Linked DNA regions of Sus scrofa: region 2 is linked to region 1. A link is a contact called in public Hi-C data. All regions are on one chromosome and are shown on one strand. The core of a region is the stretch at or near the end of the contact, and the rest is flanking DNA. Distances in the headings are between cores, read along the strand shown. Region 1 overlaps F13A1 (coagulation factor XIII A chain). Region 2 has its middle 35 kb from the start of LY86.

What was found. Hi-C and Micro-C count contacts between places; a contact is called where the count stands out from the background.
Region 2: a Hi-C map of fetal liver shows a contact between it and region 1, with 2.7 times the contacts expected there. The contact joins two enhancer-like sites. A contact is called at or near these places in 3 of 47 Hi-C or Micro-C datasets (embryonic fibroblasts, fetal liver and psoas muscle).

Annotation. Positions count from the first base shown.
Region 1 is chr7:3,864,861-3,869,644 of Sscrofa11.1, reverse strand. All of the region lies in intron 3 of F13A1 (coagulation factor XIII A chain), which reads left to right. Among named protein-coding and RNA genes, the nearest start is that of MIR9841, 32 kb to the right of the region's middle. Within about 2 kb of position 2,329, at least 2 of the 83 cell types and tissues checked have an H3K27ac peak or open chromatin away from gene starts, as enhancers often do. A contact at or near this core is called in fetal liver, where this site is marked.
Region 2 is chr7:4,070,736-4,076,281 of Sscrofa11.1, reverse strand. No RefSeq gene overlaps it. Among named protein-coding and RNA genes, the nearest start is that of LY86, 35 kb to the left of the region's middle. Within about 2 kb of position 3,326, at least 23 of the 83 cell types and tissues checked have an H3K27ac peak or open chromatin away from gene starts, as enhancers often do. A contact at or near this core is called in fetal liver, where this site is marked.

The DNA.
Region 1 (4,784 bases), core at 1,080-3,579:
ATTCAGTCCCTGGCCTGGAAGTGTCCATGTGCCATGTGCGTGGCCATTAAAATGGAAAAAAAAAAAGAGGAGGAAGCAAAACCAGAGCCCCCCTCCCCGTCCACGTGAGGACACAGCAAGGAGGCCACTGTCTGCAAGCCAGGAAGGGAGCCCTCACCCGGAGCTGGAGCTGCCCACGCCCTGATCTTGGCCTTCCAGGCCTCCAGAATGTGAGAAGCAAAGTCTGTTCTTTAAGCCCCCGAGTCAGTGGTGTTTTGTTTTAGCAGCTCCAGCAGACTGAGACAGACTAACACAGACTAAGACGGACATTGTGGAGCGAGAATCCGTAGAGCCCGATGCCTCCTGTTGTCCAGCAGCTAGGCAGAGCATGTGCACACTTCATGCTGTGGTGGGACCTGGGGAGAAACACACACAGGGGTGGTTTTTTGGGAAAGCAGTCATCAGCCCAGGGCTTTCAACTCTTCCAATCAAGGTATGGCGTTTTCCATTCAAACTTACAAGCACAAAGTCTATTTTAAATCCTGTTTCCCTGACTGGGAAAATACAAAGTCAAAATAGCTTTCCCTCTGGACCCCAACACTGGCTCCCGAAGGGACAAGCCACATTTGAGGTCCAGCACCTCACAGTTAGCTTGACACATTTGCTGTAAATTTGCTGGGAAATTAGTGCCCAGGATACACAAGAGCCCTTGGGATTCTGAAGCCATTAACTTGACAGAAGGAGACCAAACCAGGGTTTCTCTGACTAATACGACGGAAACGAAGCCGTGGAGACAGCGGGGGTGGCATTTCCCATCAAACTACTTTTTTTTATTTGTGCAACATGTTTCTAAGTGATAGCAAAGTGACACCCTGTCTCCATTCCTTCCTCTCCATCATCTCAATCTTTTCTAACTTTCGTATTTGTGAAACAAATTGCTTTAAACATGTCAAAGACACTTGAGTGGAGTGTTAGCCAAATGTTAAAAATAAAGATGATTCACAAAGACAGCGCTTGTGTTTATAGCCGCGATGATAAAATTCCAAGAAAAAAAAATCACAGCCCCGATTATTTAGGACACAAGTATAAGGTAAAATCATCTTTGGAAGTTACTCCATATGGCGCCGGTGTGGCCATAAAAAAAGAGAAGGAGTGAGGGAGAAATCTTGCATGCTTTCCCCTAGATTTATGTGACACCGTGAAGCGGGCCTTTTTTGCTCAGTCATTCCTGCTCCAATGATGTCCTGGTTTCTCCAGCCCTGGATCCCGTTTGCGTGACTTGCTATACAAGGAATCTAGCTCCTCCTGGACTGTTGCTCCCCCCCCCCCCAGTGCTGTCTTCTCTGGAGCCGATGCTTCTGGAGGGGATGGGCCGTGTCTTGCCCCTCGTAGAGCGAGGATGTGGCCTAGTGCAGAGAGCATCTAGAGGTTATTTCGAAGAATTGATACTGGTCTTCCAAAGAGAGAGAGCTCAAAAAGTATTGCTCGTCTTAAGAAACTTAAAGACCATGGAGTTCCTGTTGTGGCTCAGCAGAAACAAACCCGACTCTTATCCATAAGGATGCAGGTTCGATCCCTGGCCTTGCTCGGTGGGTTAAGGATCCAGTGTTGCCTTGAGCTGTGGGGTAGGTTGCAGATGCGGCTTGAATCCCACATTGCTGTGGCTGTGGTGAAGGCTGGCAGCTATAGCTCCGATTCGACTCCTGGCCTGGGAACTTCCATATGCCATGGGTGCAGCCCTAAAAAGACAAAAAAGAAAAAGAAAAAAAGATGGTAGGCAGAATAGTGGGTAAAGAGTTACTGGAGGAAATGAAGGAAAGTTGGAATATATCTCAAGGCCTTGGGGAAAAGTAGAATCCTTCTCCCCAGAGGAGTCCCCAGGGGGTGGGGTGGGGGCGGCGCTGGACCAAACCAGGACATGGACCAAACATGGTTCCTTGGCATCCTTGTTTAAACACCGTCTTCGACAGAGTCACTTAGGTAATTGATGGATGTCACTTGTGAAGATCTGGCCTGAGTAGAAGACATTTTATGATGCTTGTAAATGTAAGCCATGGTCAGTTCGTAAGGCACCTTGGAACATGTGTTGTAAGCCAGTGATACCCACGCATAACATACACACGCGTGACCTGATCCAGTGCATCCTGCATCGCGTTCTTTCCACTGTCCTTCACGCTCTCTGTGTTGTTTGGTCCTGAAGATAAAGTCATCCTTGGCGCTGCTGGCCACCCGCTGCTCTTGGAGGGTTACTCTCACGTGACATTAATCCGACTTGAGTTACAGCCTAAACTCAGATGTTTGCTTATCAACTCACTGAGTACAGGAAGCTTATCACTCTTCTCCACGCGCCCTGTCTCCACCAGGTTGAGTGGTACCACGTCGCCCCAGTGCGGGCTCGTAAATATCTCTTTCAGTGCGTGTGGAGCGTGTCGTGTCGATTTACACCTGCAGACTATACCACATGGACCTCGTCTTATTTCCTAGGGTATTTCCGCGTTGATTTTTGCCCCACCAACAACGGGTTTAATCTCTGGTGATACGCACTCATTTCCCGCTTGCTGTTAGGTACTGCATGCGTGGATGTGCGTTCCAAAGACAGACACGTATTTTATCAGGATTACCCATGATCTGTTCTTAGTCCCATTATTGTTGCCATTAAATTATTAACAAGAATTGACTGTTTCCACGACTTTTTTCACCCGAAGTCTGTTTTGCTTGCCATTCAGTTAAACTTCTGATCTTACCTTTGCTGGCTAAGGACACCACTTTCTAAATCTCTAAGACCTATAAGCCTCAGGCTGCTTACATGATGGATACAGCACAAACAAGTGGAACTTGAGGGATTCAGTTCCTATAAGAGAGAATTCCTTAAAGCATGTTTCCTGAAGCTGGTGGAGAAACAGGGAGGCCCCAGAGCTGCTAGCTGGGTGCGCCAGGTCACGGATCTGTCCTTTCCATCCAAAGTGCGTTTCCCCGCCCCATCCAAACCTGCCTTGGGCTTCCAGAGCCCAGCCTGAGGATGGCGGAGCCCCAGGAAATGTGGAAACATCCCTTGTCAGTTGAAACTGTCCCATAACAGTTGGAGCTCGGGGGGACACAGAGCTGGGTGCAGTTTGGTTTATACTCATGAAATCCATCAGCGTCTGATGCATATTTGCACTCTCCCTCCCCAGCATCGCTAGATCCAGGAGGATTTAAACCCCAATGGATTGTCAGAACCTTGGAACCTCAAGGCTTAGAGGTTTCCCAGGAAAAAAACTATGGTGTAGACAAACCAAGCAGCCACATTTTTCACACCATCTCTTCTGAGCAAGTTTCCCTGTTTCAGTGTCTGCTTCTCTCCCAGCCGTGAAAACCAGTTTTTCGGAAGAGTACGGTAATGAGTTTTCATATCACAGAGTAAGGCATTTAAGCAAACGAATCTCTTTCCCAGGGATGTAAATATTTTAGCATTATCTCTAATTTGTCTTCTCTGGGAAGGATTTTCATGATCAAAAAGCTTGGGAAGTCAAGAGATCTTCACAGCAGCCTAGACTGCTCCCCCACAGTCTCTACACGGCAAGCAAAGTGATTTTTTAAAATTATGTGAGGCAGAGGAATTCCTGTTGTGGCTCAGCATATTAAGAACCCATCTAGTATCCATGAGGACATGGGATCGATCCCTGGCCTCGCTCAGTAGGTTAAGGATCCGGCATTGCCGTGAGCTGTGGTGTAGGTCACAGACTCGGCTTGGATCTGGTGTTGCTGTGGTGTGGTGTAGCTGCAGCTCCAATTTGACCCCTAGCCTGGGAACTTCCATATGCTGTAGATGTGGCCCTTTAAGAGAAAAAAAAAAAAAAAAAAAAAAAAGGCAGATCATGTCTCTATTCTAGTGATTTCTTTTCTCAAGAAGAATAGGAGTTCCCTGGTGGGTCAGTGGGTTAAGGATCTGGCATTGTTACTACTGTGGCACGGGTTCAGTCCCTGGCCTGGGAACTTCCCCATGCTGAAGGCGAGGCTCCTCCACCAAAAAGCAGAGAAGAATAAATTCCAAACTCTTGACAAGAACCTGCAAGACCATCCTTGATTTCCAGGCCCTGTCGCCCCATCTCCCACAGCTCTCTCCAGCGCCCTCTCTGCTCCAGGTGCATGGACTTCCGGGAGCATGCCAGCAAAGCTTCCCCAGGACCTTTGCACGTACCGCAGGGCTCTTCTCAGTGTTTGCACAGCTCATCTCCTCTATGCTTTCCCGTCTCTGCTCCATGTCACCTTACCAGAGAGTCCTGCTCTGGTCACTCCAAATTAGCACCACCCCCACCACTCTCTGTCCCCCAAAGTTGCTTTGTTTTTTCATCTTTGTTCAGCATTCATCACACGTATTTATTTGTTTATTGTCGTTTATGCCCCTGGGCTGTGTGCTTCAAGAACCTGGGCAGACATCGCTGGATTTCAGTACCTAGATCAGTGCCTGGCACTTAAGTGGTGCTCAGTAAGCGCCTGTGGAGCAAATCCCTGGGCCATGACCCACAGGCAGCCCCGTTCTGTTTCATACTCGGAAATTAGAAGGCAGAAGATTTATAAGCCCTGAAGAGACACCAGAGTGTCATGCTCAGAAATTAAAATAAAATAGTTTTAACACGTTTTATTTGCTGTTGTAACCATTAGATACCATAAAACCCATGATAATTACAATTTGTTCTGTTCATGATATGCCCTTCATGTGTTGTTATTTAATCCTCACCTTTTATAATTTCCAGTTTGCAGATGGAAAATAGACCAGGAGAGGTTGATTAGCTTCCCCAGACATGAGCGCTGGACTGAGCAAA
Region 2 (5,546 bases), core at 2,077-4,576, 210 kb before region 1:
AGCCTACACCACAGCCACAGCAACATGGGATCTGAGCCTGGGCTGCAACCTATACACACAGCTCACAGCAACACCAGATCCTTAACCCACAGAGTGAGGCCAGGGATTGAACCCGAGCCCACATGGATACTAGTCGGGTTTTTGGGTTCGTTAACCACGGAGCCACAATGGGAAATCCAGTTGACTTAGTTTTAAATTTCCAGTGCTCTCTTTGTTTTCTGGGTCCTTATCAATAATTCATCCCCATTCAGCCAAAGACTTTCCTCCCAGTACATTCAATGATATTTGCCACGTTGATCTACTAGAAGAGACTCTATAGGAAACCTCTGTGCCTCATCCCATCATCCTTTCCTTCTCGCTGCCAGGGCTAGAAGCTTGCAAACTACATTCTCCAGACTTCATATCCAGCCAAACTCTATTGAAGCCTGCCAGTTGGAGGCATCCACAGAAAGTAGAAAGAGTGAAAAGGCAGAAGCCACTATGTTTCTGGCAGGCCCTCTCAACAACAATATCGTGTCCTCTAGCCCAGTGACAGCAGAGAGTGATTGTCAGCTGCTACGTGGTGCCCACAGCGGCAACACCATCAGCAGACTCCTGCCCTGGTGTAGCCCACACTTGACCGTGAGTTCTTGGAGCTGCTGAACAATGGGGCAGGGTGAGTGGGGTAGGCTCCCATGAGCCCTGGCTCCTCTACAGAGTGGTGGCAGCTTTCTGCAGTTCTGGATTTCAGGAAACACCACCTTCCTGTTTAGCTCTTCCCGCCTTTATAATGATCTGGTAACCTAATTCCCTACACTACATCTCCATCCGTTTGAAATACCTAGAGTAGTTTCTATGTTCTTCTTTGGAAACTGATGGATATGGCTTGGGCCAAGTCAGCTGCCCCGAAACTCTGTGATAAGAAGGCAGAAACAAAACATAGAAGTAACTACTGGGTTAGTGACTGTCGCTCGGTAATAAAGACCAGTGCCGTCCAATAAAAATACAGGCCACATTAAAATTTTTTCGATAGCAGCTTTTTTTTTTTTTGTCTTTTTAGGGCTGTGGAAGTTCCCAGGCTAGAGGTGGAATCAGAGCTTCAGCTGCCGGCCTACACCACAGCCACAGCAATGCCAGATTCGAGCTGCATCTGCGACCTACTCCACAGCTCATGGCAATGCTGGATCCTTGACCCACTGAGTGAGGCCAGGGATGGAACCCATGTCCTCGTGGTTCTGAGTCGGGTTCTTAACCTGTTGAGCCATAATAGGAACCCCCAACAGCCAGATTTTTAAAAAGTAAAAAGAAACAGGTGAAATTGTGATAATATATTTAACGTAATATATCTAAGACATTATCACTTCAATATGTAATCACTACAACACAATTATTAACAGGATATTGATGTTATTTTTTTATACTAAATATTTAAATCCTGTGTATATTTTACACTTACAATCTGTCTCCATCAGACCAGACACACCTGAGTCTCATTAGCCTCATGCTTCTGAGTCCTGATCTCATAGTCTTTAAGGCCTCTGTACTGGGCAGCTCAGCTTTATTTATTTATTTATTTATTTTTGTCTTTTTGCCTTTTCTAGAGCTGCTCCCATGGCATGTGGAGGTTCCCAGGCTAGGGGTTGAATCGGAGCTGTAGCCACCAGCCTATACCAGAGCCACAGCAACTCGGGATCTGAGCCACGTCTGCGATCTACACCACAGCTCACGGTAATGCCGGATCCTTAACCCACTGAGCAAGACCAGGGATCGAACCTGCAACCTCGTGGTTCCTAGTCAGATTCGTTAACCACTGAGCCACGACGGGAACTCCTGGGCAGCTCAGCTTTAAACTTGCAGAGCTGATGGCGGGGCTCTCGCTTTCCACTAACCTCCAAATAGTCTAAAAAGCAGAGCTCTTGTGGGTCAAAACTCTGACCAAAAGGATTCCTCCTGTCACAGGTTGCTAAGGTCTCAGGTTGCTAGGATCCCTTAACCCAGAGGAAGGAGAGGAGGGGCCAGAGACCCGTGTTCACGGTACCAGCCCGTGCCTGAAAATCTTAACGATTTTTTAAACAAGGGACCCCAACATTATCATTTTGCACTGAGCTTTTCAAATTATGTAACTGACTCTCTTCGACTAGTCTTGCTTTATTTCTAATTTTTAGCTCTCTATTGTTTTGCCTTTTTGTTCAACTTTCTGGAGCCGCCTTACATTTTCATTGAATCCTTTCTTTGAGTCTTTGGCTGTTATAATCATGTGTTCTAATTTCCAGGAGGTTTCCCCCCCCGCCATCTCTGAATATTCCTTTTCTGGTGGCATCTTTTTCTCCACTATGCAGTATTTTTTTCATGCACCCGAGACTACTGATGGTTTCTTAATGTTGCCTTTAGCTTCTTCAATTTGCTCTTTTGACTGTTTTTATTTTCCTGTTTTATTTGGGCTCACTCTTTTATGCGAGAGGTAAAAGTCGATGCATTTGCTTTAGAAAAGACAAAGGATTTTTTTCCTCCCCCTTGAGGCAATAGAGAAAGAGAAGATAGAGATAATGCAAATATTTTAAGGGCGAAAGAGGCAACATGGAGGAGGCTCCCAGGAGGCAAACCTCGTCTCTGGAAAGCAGGAGAATTTGTTTTTGAAATGGTGAGGTCTTGTAAGGCCAAGAGCTGAAGATCAGAAGGAAGCATTTGCAGCATCTGCAATGCAGGAATCAACGAATGTTGAAAGCCCTGAGTTGCAGGGAGGGCGCAGCCGCAAGTCCACCTAAATTTGCCCCTGGTCCCATCAGTCCTCTGCATAGGGGCCTTCTCAGTGAGTCTTGGCGGGATGAGGTGCCAGACAAGGAGGCAGCTGAGGACATTAGCCTGGGTTGGGGTAAGTGGCAAAGCGGAGAGGGGCAGCGGAGAGGTGACAGTGAGAGCGTGCTCCGGGCTTTTCAGGCACCAAGGCATCTGTTCTGCAGGCCCAAGGGACCGAATAAGTTCCCAAGCCGACATAACTCACAGGGCTCTTAAAAACACTCTGCCAAGAGGCGCGATTCTGGTCCTCGCGTGGCCGGACCTGGGAAAAGTCGCATAACCAGCCAGCTTCACAGCTGTGAATCAAGGAGTTTAGACTTTGAGTTCTTCCTCGCTTTCAGCTTCAAATCCAGAAGCCCTGGAATAGAGTGCAAAGAGGGACACGTCCGTTGCAATGTATAGCAAGGGTCCTATGGAGAAATCCCTTGCGCGATGACTCATTTACAGGAAATACTGGAGTGGGAACCTCGGGCAACGCGGGCCCTGCGGCAGAGCCCACTCTGAAGGCAAACGTGGACCATTACATCACTCGGCCTGGTCCCGCCGCAGTGCGACCATGACCACCAGATGGCGCTGTTGGCCCGCGAGCCGGCGCAGTCCGGGCCTGGAGGTCCTGGGAAAGCCTGACCTGAATCTCCAACTTCTCTAATCAGCGCGTTTGGGGCCAAAGCAAAACAGCCGGATAACGCCGCGCATCCCAGCTAGGTCAGAGGGTAGCACCTCAGAGTCCTGCGTGTCCCATAGCAAATCATCAGTGGCTATTGAAAGTCATTTTAGGAAAATGACTTCCACACGCAGAGCCTGGGCAGCAGGCGAGCCCCGGCCGGTGTTTCTTCCCGCAGCCCCCGACGTGGAGCCTTCCCGCAGCCGCGCGGAGGTGGCTCGCTCCGGGGGCCCACGCAGCGTCTGTCTGCGCAGTGCCCAGATGGCAGGGGCTGCACAGGCCTCCAGAAACCCGTGGCTCTGTTGCATCTCTCCGACTCTGGCCCCCGCCCTCCCCCGCCACCCCGGCCTAGGGGCTGCGACACCTGCCCGCCCTGGCCACCCCCTCTTCCCCCGCCTCCCCGGAAGGGCCTTGCGCTCTGGCTGCGTTGTGGCTGCTAAAGCTGGTGGCGGGGACTAGGCCCTGGTCGGGGGTCCGTTTACACACTCGAGGGTTCTGGAGACCCAGGGCGTGCTTCCCACTGGTATTGTGGAGAATAACCCTGGCTCCCTGACCGAGCACCCCCCGCCCGAAGCCAAGCGCATCCCGGGCGGAGCGGCCGCTTTAAAGCCCAGCTGCTCCTGCCTGGCTTGGGTGGCGGGGGGAGGGGGGTGCTCCGTGCGGATCTGGGCCGCGAAAGAGTGGAGGCCAATGAATTTTTCATTGCAATTCACTTGGCTGCGGATCTGAAGGCGGCCTCTTGGGCCGGGGCCCTTAGGGACACGACTGCGCCAGGGCGGCCCCTCCCCGGACCGCGCCATTGCTGACCCAGGAGAGGGACTGTTTCTCACATTAGTGGCCTCCTCCCTTTCCCTTTTTCATCTCCGGGAGAAAGCGGGCCGGCGAGCGGCAAGCTGTGAGCGCCCCCAGAGGAGCCGGCTGCTGGCCGGTCAATTGAATTGCATTTGCGCCAAGGCCCCCTCCCCAACCCTCCGCGACCCCAGCTCGGCCAGGAGTCACATTCCTGCCCTGAGGGGTGGGGGTGGGGGTGGGGGTGGGTGCCGGCTAGTGCAGAAACCCATTCTCAAAAAAAGCGCCCAGTGGTTGAAGGAAAATGTGCCAGAATGTGTACCAAGGGCCATCTAAATGTGGCTGTGAGCAGCTTAGGGGGCAAGGGTCGGCGAGGCGGGGTGCCTGGGAGGAGGGACTGAGGGGAAAGGAGGAGGCACCCAGAGAGAGAAGCAGAATGAGGAGGGTCTCACCCTGAGTGGGGATGGGAGAGGCCCCTGCAGGTGCTCCTAAGGCCATCCAATGATCGGGTAGACCCACCTTATGTCCGGAACTGGTATATTCTTAAAGTACCTACCCCCCCCCCCCGTCCCCCACTATATATAAAAGGTTGAAAATAGCTATCTAGGGGAAATCACGATCCAGAGGAAAACACATTCCGAGGTGGCGGGGTGGGGTGTTCTATTCTGGGTTTTTTTTTTTTTTTACGGGAACATTTTTTTTTTTTTTTTACGAAACTGTAGGTTAAAAACACATACTTAGCATACAGTGTATGGTAAAGTGTTTACATTTAGGTATTTAAAAGCAAGATTTCAAATTGTTAAAAGCAGTGCATGTCTTTGTACAGGTTTGGAAAATAAGGGAATAAATGAGGACAAAAATCCGCCCCCCCCAAACATATGACAATCCTTGCCATGTGTTTCCTTACAATAGTTTTTCTGTATGTGTTTAATTTGGTTGAGACCATATGATGACACCTTTTACATGTGGTCAGTATACAAACAGTAATAGCAGGCAGGGTGAAAAGATGGCGAGTCTCCCAAGGGTTCTGAGTGCTCCACTGAGCTCCTCCAACCCACCCACCCCCAGACACTTGAGGTGAGAGAGCTGGCCTGGTCCAGAGGCATCCCCCAAAGTCTTGCTTGCAAATCAGCCCAGCTCTGCATCCTTGGTTCTCTGGATGGGTGAGGCTACTCCTTTCTCAGCCACCTACTCAGAAAAGCTATGCAGACGTTGAAGTTGATATCATTCTTTTTGGTGTCTCGCCCGAAACATTAATTTAATTTTAACACCTGTGACCAAGGAACAAAAATCAAGCTCAATGAGAGTTTTTCTCTGG